4 separate regions of the Mus musculus genome follow, and regions 1, 3 and 4 are each linked to region 2. A link is a contact called in public promoter capture Hi-C data. All regions are on one chromosome and are shown on one strand. Each heading gives the region's core, a stretch centred on a gene start, on an enhancer-like site or on the middle of the called end of the contact. The rest is flanking DNA. Distances are from core to core; before and after follow the strand shown. Region 1 holds the start of Utp6 (UTP6 small subunit processome component). Region 2 holds the start of Unc119 (unc-119 lipid binding chaperone). Region 3 holds the start of Suz12 (SUZ12 polycomb repressive complex 2 subunit). Region 4 holds the start of Rnf135 (ring finger protein 135).

Region 1 (3,255 bases), core at 92-2,591, 1.6 Mb before region 2:
AAGAAACGTTATAAATGCCTTACACTTGCGCATTTATTTGTTGATTTTTTTTTTTATTATTACAAGCTTCCTGCCCACACTGGACTTGCTGTTCACAGTCATCCCCATTCTGACTAATAACAACAAGTCCTGCGTTACTATTACAAGGAAACTGCATCTTTAATTTACATACATGATTTCCTTCCATGTCTCAGATCTTAGATCTGAAAGGGCTGGGAAGTGATGAAGCTCACATTGACCTTTGTGTCAGTTCTGAGGCCAGTGGGACAAGATGTGAAACAGAAAGGGAAGGAAAGCAAGGAGCTGGGTGGCTCTGGGTGACTATGAAGTCTAGTTCCCTCTCATAAATCACGTAGAAGACCGGGGTAACGACGTGAGTGTTCTAATAACAGGTCTAGCAAGAAGCCCTGCTTTGGCTTTTTATCATCTTCCAGAACTTAACAGAGAAGGGAACCACAGATTTTTTTTTTAAGGTGGTAGTAATTATACAGCAATGTTGCTTCCAAGGTGGATCTCTTAGAAACACTAATTTGCTTGGACAATGTTGTAAGGAAGATCTGTGTAAATATTGATCTATTTCACCAACTTTCAAACTTTTCATTGTTTTCTAAAACAAATGACAGTTTCTGCTATTTATCCAGTGCCTAAAATTTTGAAGTATTTTGTCTACATAGGTCAAGATATTTATTTTTAATTTAAAAACCGTGTGTGTATTCACGTGGGCGGGCACACGCGCCATAGAACGCGTGTTGAGATCAGAGGATAATTTGCAGGAGTCAGTGCTCTCCTTCTACCGAATTTAGGTTGCCAGGCTAGGTAGCACGATGGCCCTAATTATTTAAATAATACATTTTTTCTCACCATTTTAAAAAGAACCAACCATTCAGAGGCTTTCATTGGGACGTGAAAATGCACGGTTACCATACTGGTTTCGTGAAGCCAGCCGACTAAGACCAGGGCAGCTGGTCCGCAGCCTTAGAGCCTCATCGAATTTGCATAATTAACAATATCGTCTTCAGTTACATTTTTTAGTTTTCAGTGTTCTCGGTGACGAGAAGCGAGAACCTGCGACAGGAGCATGATAAAAACAAATGACTTCCAGGTAGCGTACTTAAAGCTCCTATCAGGTATTCCGGGAGGAGCTTTTTCCGGTCTCCGAGGCGCGAGGATTTAGCCCCGCCCCCAGCCCCGCCCCCGCAAAAGATGCATTCCCAGACCGGAAAAGGTTCTTGCTGCAATCCTATAGTCAACCACAGGGAGGCGACAGCGGCTTCGCTAGAAAAGAGGGGCTCCCCAATGGCGGAAGCGGAAAAGGCGGGACTTACGAAGCACGTTCAGTCAATCACTAAGAGTGAGGCTGAAAGGTGGCTGTTCTCTACGCTTATCGGCCGCCCGGCTGCTTGTGAAGTTCCAGCCTCATGGCGGAGATAATTCAGGAACGTATAGAAGATCGAATCCCGGAGTTGGAACAGCTGGAGCGCATCGGACTCTTCAGTCACGCGGAGATTAAGTGAGAGAGGATCAGGGAAGAGGAAGGAGCGGGGAGGCCGGAGGGGAGCTTGAGGCCAGTGTGTGGCGGGGACCGGCGTGCTGACTTTTCTGAGTTTGTTTGTAGCTACCATGCTAGCAGAGGGAAAAGTCCGTGGCTGGAATTTGACCACGGTCAGAATTCAACTTTAACGTATTGCAATGCGATCCATAATCAGTCCGTTTACCCTTCCTACTGACCGTCATCCAATGGTCAGGGTCTTGCGGCCGTAAAGGTGATCCAGCCAGGATCCTAGCCCGTCAAGGATACTGGGCAGTGTGAATGGCGGGAGAATTCCGATTAGAAAATGGTTATAGTTTAAAAGTTTGGGGTATACAGCTTTAGATAGTCGAGTACAGCGCCACGGAAGCCCAGGGGGAGTGGGTAGGTCTCCCTAACTAAACTTATAGACTGAAGACCATTCAATTCATTTCCTATGCTTCTTTAGCGCTCTGCCACAGGGCACGGAATATAGTTGGCATTTGGTAATTTGGTAAAATCAGTTACTTTTAGTGATTTTCTGTAACAGTTTACTTTTCTATGACTCTAGATAAAAGTGCAGTAGTAGTGTGAGTGTAGGATCCGCAAAGAAAAACGTTAGGAAACACCGCGAGGACGCTTAGAAAGTGCTAAATGTTGCCCGGAGTCAGGGCACCGGCCTTCAATCCCAGGACTTGGGAGGCAGAGGTGGGCGGATCCCTGTGAGTGCTACCTGTCTGGAAAAACAAGGGGGGCGCGGTGCTAAATGTGTTACCATTCTTAAATATTGTCTTGAGTATTCTGTTTTTCTTAGAACACATGTATGCTCACTCCTTTGTCGTAATATTTAGTTAGAGACAATTTAGGTTTTAAGAATTTACATGCTGAAAATAGACCCAAGATTTTAGGATAGAGATTTGGTTAACAAAAACCTAAGCATTGAAGCTAAGAGCATTGCAGAGTGCTTGCTTAGCATGCCAACGCCTTGAGTTTGATTCTAGAGAATGTATACATACACACACACACACACACACACACACCCCAAGACAAGCCCCTAAGTAGCCTAAATTTGGAGGAGAAATCTTTGTTAGTATGTATAAATAATAAAAAGCATTAGGCATTATTTACTTTGCTGGTGGGAACAGTAATGATCTTGGCAACTGAGGTGATTTTCCTGAAAGTTTAAAACTGTATGTGGATGTTCTTAACAGCATAGAGTAAGTGTGTAACAGCATAGAGTAAGTGTGTAAGAGAATGCGTGCTTTGCCTGTGGAAGATAACTGTGTTCAGGAACTAGATGTTCCTGTTAAATGTCCGTTTTCGGTATATCCCAAATAAAAATCACATTTAACCTCTCAAATGTCACAGTGTAATTTGCTCTCTCTGCAGGGCTATCATCAAGAAGGCTTCCGACCTAGAATACAAAATACATCGGAGAACCCTTCTCAAGGAAGACTTTATCAACTATGTTCAAGTGAGTGAGTCTATAGCTTTTTAATTCCCTTCAAGAATTTTTTTTTTTTTTGGTTTTTCGAGACAGGATTTCTCTGTGTAGCCCTGGAACTCACTTTGTAGACCAGGCCGGCCTCGAACTCAGAAATCCACCTGCCTCTACCTCCCAAGTGCTGGGACTAAAGGCGTGCGCCACCACGCCCAGCTCCCTTCAAGAATTTTAAATCAGACAGTGGTGAGCTTCACAGCAGTTTTCTACAGAAATCCAGAATTCTATGATTGTGTGCACGTTTTTT
Region 2 (3,335 bases), core at 748-3,247:
AATCTGGATTCAAGGCCTGGTAATCCAGAAACAGCAAACCTCAGCCCTGTGTGATTAGGGTCACAAGATGCAGGCAAGGTGGAGAGGCCTGGAACCCTGTTTTCAAATCCTGCACAGAAAAGGGCTCTTAAAGAGGCACTTGTCTTAACTCATCCTCCACATGCTATGCCATTTCCTCCAGACTGGGAGACACATGCTGTGACTTCACCTGGAAGCTTCCTCCATTGCAAAATAAGCCTCCAGTTATCCAGGCCAGAGGCCAGTGAACCTGCCCTCCAACGCACAGGGCCAAGCTAAGCTGTAAGGTCTCCTGTTGCAAAAGGCAGCAGCCCACGGGCTTCCACATCAGCCTGGTCAAGGCCCCTCCCTCCACTGAGGGCTGCCTGGCCAAGGAAGCAAGTGCTGGGGAAGTCTAGCCAAGAATGCCGCTGTCTAGCCCTGGAAGGAGGAGGGAGGCCCCTGGGGACCCAGATGCACAAGCTCAGGCCTGTCATCCTGGTCCCCTCCACAGCTGTCTGGGAGCCCTGGGCTCTGCTGCTCCTGAGGCTAGCGGGTTTATTTCCACACTAGCACCCGTGTCCATCCCAGAGAAGGGAAGTCTAAGCTCACAAGTGGAGCCGGAGCAGGTTGCTGGTGACCTACCCATTCCAAGGCAACCCGCCACTGTCTCTCCAAATACCTTCCATTCCTCAAGGCTCAGCCAACCTTTTGCCAGAAGACTCTCTAGTCCTTGTGCACTGTCTGTAGCGGTGCCTGCCTTGGCCCTGAACGATCACTTATCTGCCTGCAGGCAGCCACTCTGAACAGTCCTATGTAGCTTCCAACACTGTTGATAAAGGAACCCTGTTGACAGCGTGCACAGCATGCCAAACATTGTCCAAAATCAGAAGACTGGCTTTATTTTTCACAATAACCTTGAGGGAGGTAACATTGTTCTTGTTCCCATTTTACAGATGGGAAAAAAAAAAAAAAAAAAAAAAAAAAGCAAACATGCTCCTGCAAATGAAATTACATCCCCAAGGTCACACAGCCAATTTCCGGGCAAACTCTGGGACTCTAATCCAGGTAGCACAGCTCAGAAACTCAGTTTCAGTGGAGACTAGCCTTCCCTTGATGAGAGAGCCCTGGAAAAAGAACAAGTCCTGACTTGGGGGGAGGGGGGTCACGCACTTGCTTCCATCACAGGGCCCACAGCCAACAGACGGAAGCACCCGTATCAGCAATGTTCCTGGGCAGAGTATGGCCTCAGCCTTCCTCGGGGAAGCAGAGTGAGGGCTATAACGGTCGGTCAGGGAGCCTGAAGGTTTTCCTTGCCTCCACCTAGCCTGATGTGGCCACTGAAGACAGCCTGCAATGAGGCACACTCCTCTGTGCGAGCACCCTCAAAGGGTTCCGAAGACTCCACTGGGGAAAGGGTTACAGATGCAGCTGCTGCCCCACCTCCACCATGGGAAAAGGGGTGGGCCCCTTGAAAAAGAAGGAGTGGGGTGAAAAGAAGCCACTTCAAGGAGAGGAGGGGGCGCATCAAGAGACCAAGGGAAAGAGCACAGAGATTTCAGGCTTGGAGGCAAAGAGAGAGAGAGTAAGGGGATACAGAGGAGGGGCACTGCGTGGGGGAGGGGTGGGGGCTGGACTCTGAGCCTCGTGGGCCCCCTCCCGCGCTCTCCCTCCAGCCCGCGGGTGGCGCTCCCTCGCCGGTGCTCACCACCCGTGATCCGCTGCAGCCCCAGCACATCCTCCGGCCCGATGGGCTGCTTGCCCTGCAGCGGCCCCAGCCTGGGCCCCGGGCCTGGCTCCGGCTCCGACTCGGACCCGGACTCAGCTTCCGCCCCAGGCTCCCGCGTGGGCTCCGCGCTCCGGTTCGAGGCCCCTGGAACGGGCTCCGCCCCCGACCCGGTCCCGCCGCCGCCTTTCTTCACCTTCATGGCCTCGCGGGGCCGCAGATCCTCGCCCGCTGCCACCGCCGCCGCTGCTTGCGCCGGCTGGAGCCAGGGGAAGGGGGAGCGTCCGCCGCCCCACCCCCGGCCGGGCCCCAGGTGCCGTCCCGCCTTGGTCACGCCCACGGGAGGCGGGTCACACATACCCCGCCCACCGCCTGGCGTCTCCAGCGGGGGAGCCAGAATCCTGGGGGTCCTTGTGAACTTTTTGACAATGTAGATTCTTTTTGACAATGTAGTTACCGAATACCTCTCCTCTTTCTCTCCTGGGTTCCAACCTCAAGGTCTTTCCCTGATACCTTTGTCCTGACTTCAGCCCAGGTCTCAACCCACCCAGTTCTAAAGTACTTCTTCTCAATTTCCAGCTAACCAGCCCTTTTTTTTTTGTAATACATTAAGTGAAATTCTTGCTTGTTCCCTGACCCTTCCTCCTCAAAGGTCAGCTCTATGAAAGCAGAGATGCTCTATACACTGTTCCTCGTAACACCCTAGCACTACCACACAGCTCCTTGCAGCCAGTACCCACCCAGTATTTTCCTTTGTTGAATTGAGTTGCTATCCCAGGGCTGTCACTGGCTCAAGCTACTCCCCACTAGAACTCCTGCTAAAAGCTGCTTCAGGCACCCTACAATCCGCAGGCACCCTACAACATGCAGGCAGCACAGCCCAGGTGTCGAGCCGTCCCCAGGATGCTCAGGACGGGAGGCAGGAAGAACACATGGTGAGCTAGAACAGGTCAGTCTGCTTCTCACACAAGAACGAGTTATGGTCATCCATATCAACTCATATTCAACCAACGTTTAATAACAGTCTAATGTATGTTTTTAAAGAGCCCAATATACAGAACACTTTTACAGGCTTATCACATTTAATCCAGCCCCTTTCTGAGGGTGACATCATCAGTGCTTTCCCACCAATGGAAACCTGAGGCTCAGGTGAGGAGCGAGGAGCGGCTTAGCTGATGCTCTCTAGTCTGTTAAGTGCAGAAGCCGGAGTCTGATTCAGGCCTGTTGGGTTCCAAGTCAGAAATGTTTTCTCCTGTTCCACACTACCTCTCTGAAAGGGTAGAGGGGAACCTTAGCCACAAGGTAGAAGATCCTAAGCCACTGCCTCCTAGACCAGGCTGTCCCCAGTGGGTGACGCCAGTCAAGAAGCTGAGGAAGGAGGGAGGTGGTCTCAGAAGTGGAGAGGACAGGGCTACAATTCAACTCAAGTACTCCCCTAAATTCACCTCTCAGTGCGTTTGTATGCTGTGCTGACAGGCTGCAAGGACAAAGTACCCCTGTCCAGAGGTAGGCACACAAAGGCTTTCAAGTTCGAGCCAGATATGGAGATCAGGAAGGGTACCTTCTGAGGCTTGTAGGCATGGAGGAGCAAGCCAGTGGACTAGGAGGGGAA
Region 3 (3,276 bases), core at 557-3,056, 1.6 Mb before region 2:
TTAATGTCTAGAAACTGAATTAAGTATTAGGGGTAAAAAAAAGATCTAACTCTTAATGGTAACTGTTTTCTTGCAAGTGGATTTCATTGAAAGCTAGTAGTTAAAACCTTCCTAGAGGATTGGTTTTCTCATAACATTTAGAAAGTTTTAAATTTCCAATTAATCTTCAATTTAGTTTTAGTTTCAAGTTAAAGTAAAAGGAGATGAGATGTCTTAGAAGAGGTACAAACAAGTGTATTTATTCTCATTACTGTCCTTCAGTTCTGATTATATTTAAAAGCTTTTCAGATTTTTGTAAAAGTATATTAAGCAAAAGAATAACGATCTCTGAAGCATGACCAATTATCTGTTTCAATATTCAAAAATCGAAATGATTTGTATTAAATTCCAATAAGAATTTCACGAAGAATCAATGAAAATGAAGGAAGAGTATTAAAACAATGTAAAACGTCTTTCCAAGCACAGCTGATACCAAAGCCCATAACATATGCCACGGATATAGTGTAAATAAAGAGATTCAACGGCAAAGCTGACTTCATTCAAGTTGCCGTAAAATACCCAGCTAGAAGATTGCTAAATTCCACTATCTACACAAAAGAGGTGCAAAACCATCAGGATATAATGCCCACTTAGTAACAATTTTATTTATAGTCATAATGTTTATAAATTCTATTGTTTGTTTCCAGGCACTGTGTGATCCCCTTTCCAAAAAAGTCAGTTTCGCCCTCCACGCATCTTTTAAAACGAAAAACCGGGATTTAAAAAAAAAATGTTCTGGAATTAAGAAACAACTCCAAGGTTGTCCACGGAGAGGACGCTTGCCCCATTCTGTCTCTCTCAGTCTACGCACCCATAAAATGGGCGGAAAGGTTTGAAAAGCTTAAAAGGTTTCAAATGCTGCGTGTTCACTCACACGCAGCCAGAGTGGGTACGAACGCATTTCAGACCCATGACAATTTCCTCGGCTTTACAACACTCATCTCCGGACAGGCTGTGTCTCGTCCCCCCGAAACCTACAACTATAATCCCTGTACTTGTGGAGTAAGGAAGACACAAACGAAAACACCAACTCGTCTCGGGATCTATATGCGCTCAGTTCAACCGTCACGTCCCCACCTCCAAGGCTGCTCTGAACCTGGGGGCCCCGGGGCGACCCTTCCGGGAGTCAGGGACCTGCTCGGGACCCCGGCGTTCCCCAGCGAGTCCTCCCTCCACTCCCAAAGCAAGTGGACTCTCCGAGAACCCGGCGGAGTGCCCCGTGCCCCGAACGCCGGAGAGGGGCACCCCTGCCCTCGAAGCCGCTCACACTCACTCTCAAAGGCCTGGAGGAAAAGCTCGTGGTCAGCCTGGACGTGCTCCATTTTCGGCTTCTTCACCGGCAACACCGCGGCCCCCGCCGCCGCCGCCGCGGCCGCCGCCGAGGAGGAGGAGGCCGAGTAACTGCCGCCGCCTCCACAGCCCCCGCCGCCGGATTTGCCGCCCGAAGCCGCCGCCGCCACCGCCGCCGCCGAACCCCCGAAGCCGCCTCCCCCGGACCCCGCGCTGGGCCCCGAGCCGCCCCCTCCCCCACCGCCGTGCTTCTGAGGCGCCATCGCGGTTCCTGCCTCCTCCCCCCGCCAGCTACCCGCCGGGCGGCCCCGGAGAGTGAGCGCGCCTGCTACACCAACCGCTCGCCCCAGCAGGCTCCAGCGGACCGAGGGGGGAAGGAGGAGAGAGGGGAGGAGAGGGGAAGGGAAGGGAGGAGGAGAGGAGGGAAGGAGGGAGGAAAAAAAAAAAGTGTCTCCTCCGAGCCCCGCTCCGCTTCGGAGGCCGCTCACCCTACCCTGGCCTCGCTCCGCCCACTTTCCCCGCCCGGCGCTCTGATTGGCCGGCGGGAGCGCGCGCCGCCGGGCCGCCCAGCCCGTTGGTCCGCAGAGTCCCCCGTCAGTCACGCGGAGGCGCTTCTCGCGGAGGCGCGGCTTGGTTGGCCCGTGCGCGCTGCCGACCGCGGGCCCGGACGCCTCTTTGAACTGAATTCGCGGGAAAATGAGGGGTCGGAGCGGCCTTCCTGCTCGTCCCGGTGCATTGTGGGCAGAGGGGGACTCGCGAGCGGCTTTGGGAGCCGTTTCTCGCCTTGAGAGCTTCGTCAGTCGCCGCCCCCAGGGGGGCAGAGGTCCCCTGGAGAGAGAGGCGGGTGACTGAGAAACTGAAGGCGAAGGGGCCTTTGAAAGGAGCGGAGGTCCACCGCGGATCCCGAGACTGTGTGGTCTCAGGAAGTGACCTGCCCCGGGGGTGCTGTGTGCTCAGTCTCATCTCCACTGAGGCAGGAGGAGATCGGATCCCCTGGCCGCCACGTGCCCCAAGCCACCCATGGCCGAAATCCCCTAGCGCAGCCACTGGGTTGTCGGACGTGAAGGGCTCGCCTACGAAAGGGAGCGACCTATTTTGTGGCGGCCGTTTCTCAGAAATTAAGGAGACTTGGTTTTGTTTTGTTAAGTGATGTGAGGTTTTGGGATTCTGTGGAATTGGGTTGTGGCTTCTCAACACGATGCGAGCAAAGTAGATACTTCATTTTCTCTGAGACAAATAGGTGATTCGAAGTAAAGACATTTCTTGAAGTTTTATTTATTGTACTGCCAAAAGCTTGTGAGGAACGCTGTGTTTTGAGTGTCTTGTTTAAAAAGATAGATAAACTGGGCGGTGGCGCACGCCTTTAATCCCAGCACTCCAGAGGCAGAGGCAGGCGGATTTCTGAGTTCAAGGCCAGCCTGGTCTACAAAGTGAGTTCCAGGACAGCCAGGGCTACACAGAGAAACCCTGTCTCGAAAAACCAAAAAAAAAAAAAAAAAAAAAAGATAAACAGACCCGACCTAAGTCTGTTGGTACAAATTGGCTTACTCTGAATAACTTGGATTTCAAGTTAGACAAAATAACCAGCTTATATTGCTTATATTTTAACTTTCTAAAAATGTTTTTATGCTCGGTGGTGGTGGCACACACCTTTAATCCCAGCACTTGGGAGGCAGAGGCAGGCAGATTTCTGATGCGAGCCTGGTCTACAAAGTGAGTTCCAGGACAGCAAGGGCTATACAGAGGAACCCTGTGCCTAAGTCTACACCAAGGTCGTATGCTGCGGTCCTTACAGCCAAAAGAGGATGTTGCCTCTCCTGGAAATGGAGTCACAGGTGGTTGTGAGGCCTAGGGTGGGTGCTAAGAATCAAATAGAGATCTCTGAGAGAGCAGCCAGTGCTCTCAACTGCAGAGCTGTAAGTCCAACCCCACGTTATGTTTTATATT
Region 4 (3,384 bases), core at 137-2,636, 1.8 Mb before region 2:
AGTATAGTAAATCTAACATAGCAGCTAATCAGAAACCAACCCATGTAACTTCCCCAGCACCCACTAATGAAGTTTTAGATTACCTAATGTTTGATAAAATTCCTCTAGTTTCCCATGGATGCCTTGTGCCCCTTTGTCTGGGGTCACCATTTTTATAAGTGGCTGGCCCCTGCATGCAGGGTTCTTGCTTTCTTCAAACAAAAAACACTCTTGCCTTTGAATGGGAGTGGTGGTCTCAGTGCGTCGCTTTCTGACCTAATATAACAGGTAAACTCAGACATAAAGCTTATGAGAGATGAGATACAGAGAGGCTGGAGGGACAGGAATCAGGTGTTATTGCTTAGTGAGTGGGTACAGAGGTCTTTTTTAAGTTGATGAAATTACCTTGGCAACAGCGGTGACAGAAGCACAGTATTGGAAATAAGAGAGATGCCATCGAACTGTACACTAAAAAATTGTTCAGATGGCCAGTCGTGGCACCTGTGTTTGATCCCAGCTCTTGAAAAGCAGAAGCAGGCAAAGTTTTGAGTTCAAGTGGCCCACACCTGTAATCCCAGACTTGGAAAGCCGAGGGAGTCACCCCAGGTTCAATGCCATCCTAGTCTAGTCTAGTTAGACCCTGTCTCAATAAATATACAAATAGGCCAATTGAGTTAAGGGGGAAAATGGCAATTTTTGTGGCACATACATTCTACCACACTAAGAATCTCCAGACATCACAGAAGGCTGGGAAAAACTAAAACTATACAAGTGTGCACCACACCTCGGGTGGATGGGACTTGGATTTTTAACTGTTTGTGATGGGATCTTACTATGTAACTCTGGCCCTGTGGGGCAAGCCACTCCAAAACGGGGAATTGCAGGCATGGGGCCACCACATTGGGCTTTTGTATTTCTTTATACAGCTATAAACTTTTTAAGGTTCTCCAGAAAACAGATTAGACTGAGCAAATTTTGTGGCAGAAAAAGAGATCTGGAAGTCCGGTGCAGGCTTCCTACCTGGGGCGCAGAACGCGGCGCGGGGGCGGGTTCAGGCTCCGAGCCAGCCTCGACCTCCCGCGCCGCTTGGAGGTACTTGTCCACCAGGTCTTGCAGCAGCGGGTTCTTGTGCAGCTTGGGCTTTGTCAAGGGACCCTTCCGACATATGGGGCAAGCCCAAGGGCAGCCATCCACGGCCCCACGCTTCGAGACCCACAGGTCATGGAGGCACCGGAGACAGAAGCTGTGGCCACAGGGCAGCGTGGTGGGCTGGTCTAGTAGCCCTTGGCAGATAATGCAGCTCAGGTCGTCCTCGCTCAGCCACACGGGGACTGCATTGCCAGAACAAACGGCCGCCATAATTAGGCGACAGCCAGGAAGCACCCTTAGGTTCCGCCTTGTCCTACTAACTTCCCCGGCAACACTTCGCCTTGTCCATCAGCTCGCCCCGCCCCTCCCATCAGCTCGACCCGCCCAGCTGCTAATTCTCCCCAGCCTCTAAAAGCGCCGGACATTGCTGGCTACCTGCCTGGATTTTGGCCTGGAAAAATCATCTCTCTCTAGTAGTTGGGTCCTGCTCGCCTAGCCACAAACACGCAACCCCAACAACTTAAGCTATGAAGAAGGTCCGCTTCAGGAACTCATTTTAGAATCATAAGAGTATCAAAATTACAGTTATGAAGTAGCAACAAAAATGGGATCTAATGCCCTCTTCTGGTGTGTCCGAAGACAGCTACAGTGTACTCATATGCATTAAATGACATTAAAAGACAGCCTCAGGGGCTGGTGAGATGGTTCAGTGGGTAAGAGCACCCAACTGCTCTTCCGAAGGTCTGAAGTTCAAATCCCAGCAACCACATGGTGGCTCACAACCACCCGTAATGAGATCTGATGCCCTCTTCAGGTGTGTCTGAAGACAGCTACAGTGTACTTACATATAATTAATTAAAAAAAAAAAAAAAAAAAAAAAAGACAGCCTCAGTCTTTATTTGCTCTTCTTAAAAATAAGTAAATCTGGGGGGAGGGTATAGGAGACTTTCGGGATAGCATTTGAAATGTAAATGAAGAAAATACCTAACAAAAAATTGGAAGCCAGGCGTGGTGGAGCACGCCTTTAAGGCAGGCGGATTTCTGAGTTCGAGGCCAGCCTGGTCTACAAAGTGAGTTCCAGGACAGCCAGGGCTATACAGAGAAACCCTGTCTCGAAAAACAAAACAAAACAAAACCAAAAAAAAAAAAAAATGGAAAAAGAAAAAAAAATAAGTAAATCAGGGCTGGAGAGATGGCTCAGCAGTTAAGAGCACTGATTGCTCTTCCAAAGTCCCGAGTTCAATGCCCAGCAACCACAGGGTGGCTCACAACCATCCATAATGGGATCTGATGCCTTCTTCTGGTGTGTCTGAAGATAGCTGCAGTTTACTTACATATAATAAATAAATAAATCTTTAAAAAAAAAATAACCAACTACTCTTCCAGAGGTCCTGAATTCAGTACTCAGCAACCACATGGTGGCTCACAACCATCTGTAATGGGATCTGGTATGTCTGAAGACAGCTACAGTGTACTCATATACATAAAATAAATGAACAAATCTTTAAAAAATAATTTTCTTGCTACTTCACAACTGTAATTTTGCAACTGTTATGAATAGTCATGTGAATATAGGAGTTTGCCAAAGGTGTTATGACCCACTCATTGAGAATCACTGCTCTAGCAGGTACCTCAGCAGTCAGGTCCAAAGAACTTTAGAAGCTAGAGAGGATCCACCTCCCCAGGGAGCTGCACTCTGGAGAGACACATCCAGAATTTGTATTGCAGCTTCTCTGACCGGGGAATTAAAAAAAAATCAGTAAATTCAGAGGACCTCATCAGGCATGAAGGCACACATCTGTAATCCCAGCACTCAGGAGGCAGACAGACAGATCTCTGTTAAGTTTGAGGCCAGCCTGATCTACAGAGTGAGTTCCAGAACACTCAGGGCTACATTAAGAGACCCTGACTCAAAAAAAAGAAAGAAAGAAAAAAAAGAAAGAAAGAAAGAAAGAAAGAAAGAAAAAAGAAAAAGAAAAAGAAAAAGAAAAAGAAAGGAGGAAAGGAAAGGAAAGGAAAGGAAAGGAAAGGAAAGGAAGGGAAGGGAAGGGAAGGGAAGGGAAGGGAAGGGAAGGGAAGGGAAGGGAAGGGAAGGGAAGGGAAGGGAAAGGAAAGGAAAGGAAAGGAAAGGAAAGGAAAGGAAAGGAAAGGAAAGGAAAGGAAAGGAAAGGAGAAAGACAGTGCCTCCTGGACCACATGAGGCTCTGTCATTTAAAAAACATAAGTGTGTGTGTGTGTGTGTGTGTGTGTGTGTGCATGTGTGTTATGTGGAATCTCTTAAAAACCACCTCACTCTGCTGAAGAGAGAACGATTAC

What was found. Promoter capture Hi-C pulls out the DNA fragments that hold promoters and counts their contacts.
Region 1: a promoter capture Hi-C map of liver shows a contact between it and region 2, with 5 times the contacts expected there. The contact joins the promoter of Utp6 here to the promoter of Unc119 in region 2. A contact is called at or near these places in 4 of 39 promoter capture datasets (the C10 cell line, hippocampal neurons, liver and 1 more) and 2 of 115 datasets of contacts at active chromatin or transcription factors (astrocytes and large pre-B cells).
Region 3: a contact with region 2 is called in a promoter capture Hi-C map of pre-B cells, with 2.8 times the contacts expected there. The contact joins the promoter of Suz12 here to the promoter of Unc119 in region 2. A contact is called at or near these places in 4 of 39 promoter capture datasets (the C10 cell line, liver and pre-B cells).
Region 4: a promoter capture Hi-C map of pre-B cells shows a contact between it and region 2, with 2.5 times the contacts expected there. The contact joins the promoter of Rnf135 here to the promoter of Unc119 in region 2. A contact is called at or near these places in 2 of 39 promoter capture datasets (the C10 cell line and pre-B cells).

Annotation. Positions count from the first base shown.
Region 1 is chr11:79,960,473-79,963,727 of GRCm38.p6, reverse strand. Utp6 (UTP6 small subunit processome component) reads left to right here and starts at 1,341. Exons shown (of 19, transcript NM_144826.3): 1 at 1,341-1,510; 2 at 2,897-2,981. The coding sequence starts at 1,419.
Region 2 is chr11:78,342,157-78,345,491 of GRCm38.p6, reverse strand. Unc119 (unc-119 lipid binding chaperone) reads right to left here and starts at 1,997. Exons shown (of 5, transcript NM_011676.3): 1 at 1,706-1,997. The coding sequence starts at 1,925. It overlaps Pigs (phosphatidylinositol glycan anchor biosynthesis, class S), which reads right to left. Exons shown (of 12, transcript NM_201406.1): 12 at 2,716-3,335.
Region 3 is chr11:79,991,636-79,994,911 of GRCm38.p6, reverse strand. It overlaps Suz12 (SUZ12 polycomb repressive complex 2 subunit), which reads right to left and starts at 1,806. Exons shown (of 16, transcript NM_199196.2): 1 at 1,313-1,806. The coding sequence starts at 1,592.
Region 4 is chr11:80,181,871-80,185,254 of GRCm38.p6, reverse strand. Rnf135 (ring finger protein 135) reads right to left here and starts at 1,386. Exons shown (of 5, transcript NM_028019.4): 1 at 1,000-1,386. The coding sequence starts at 1,338.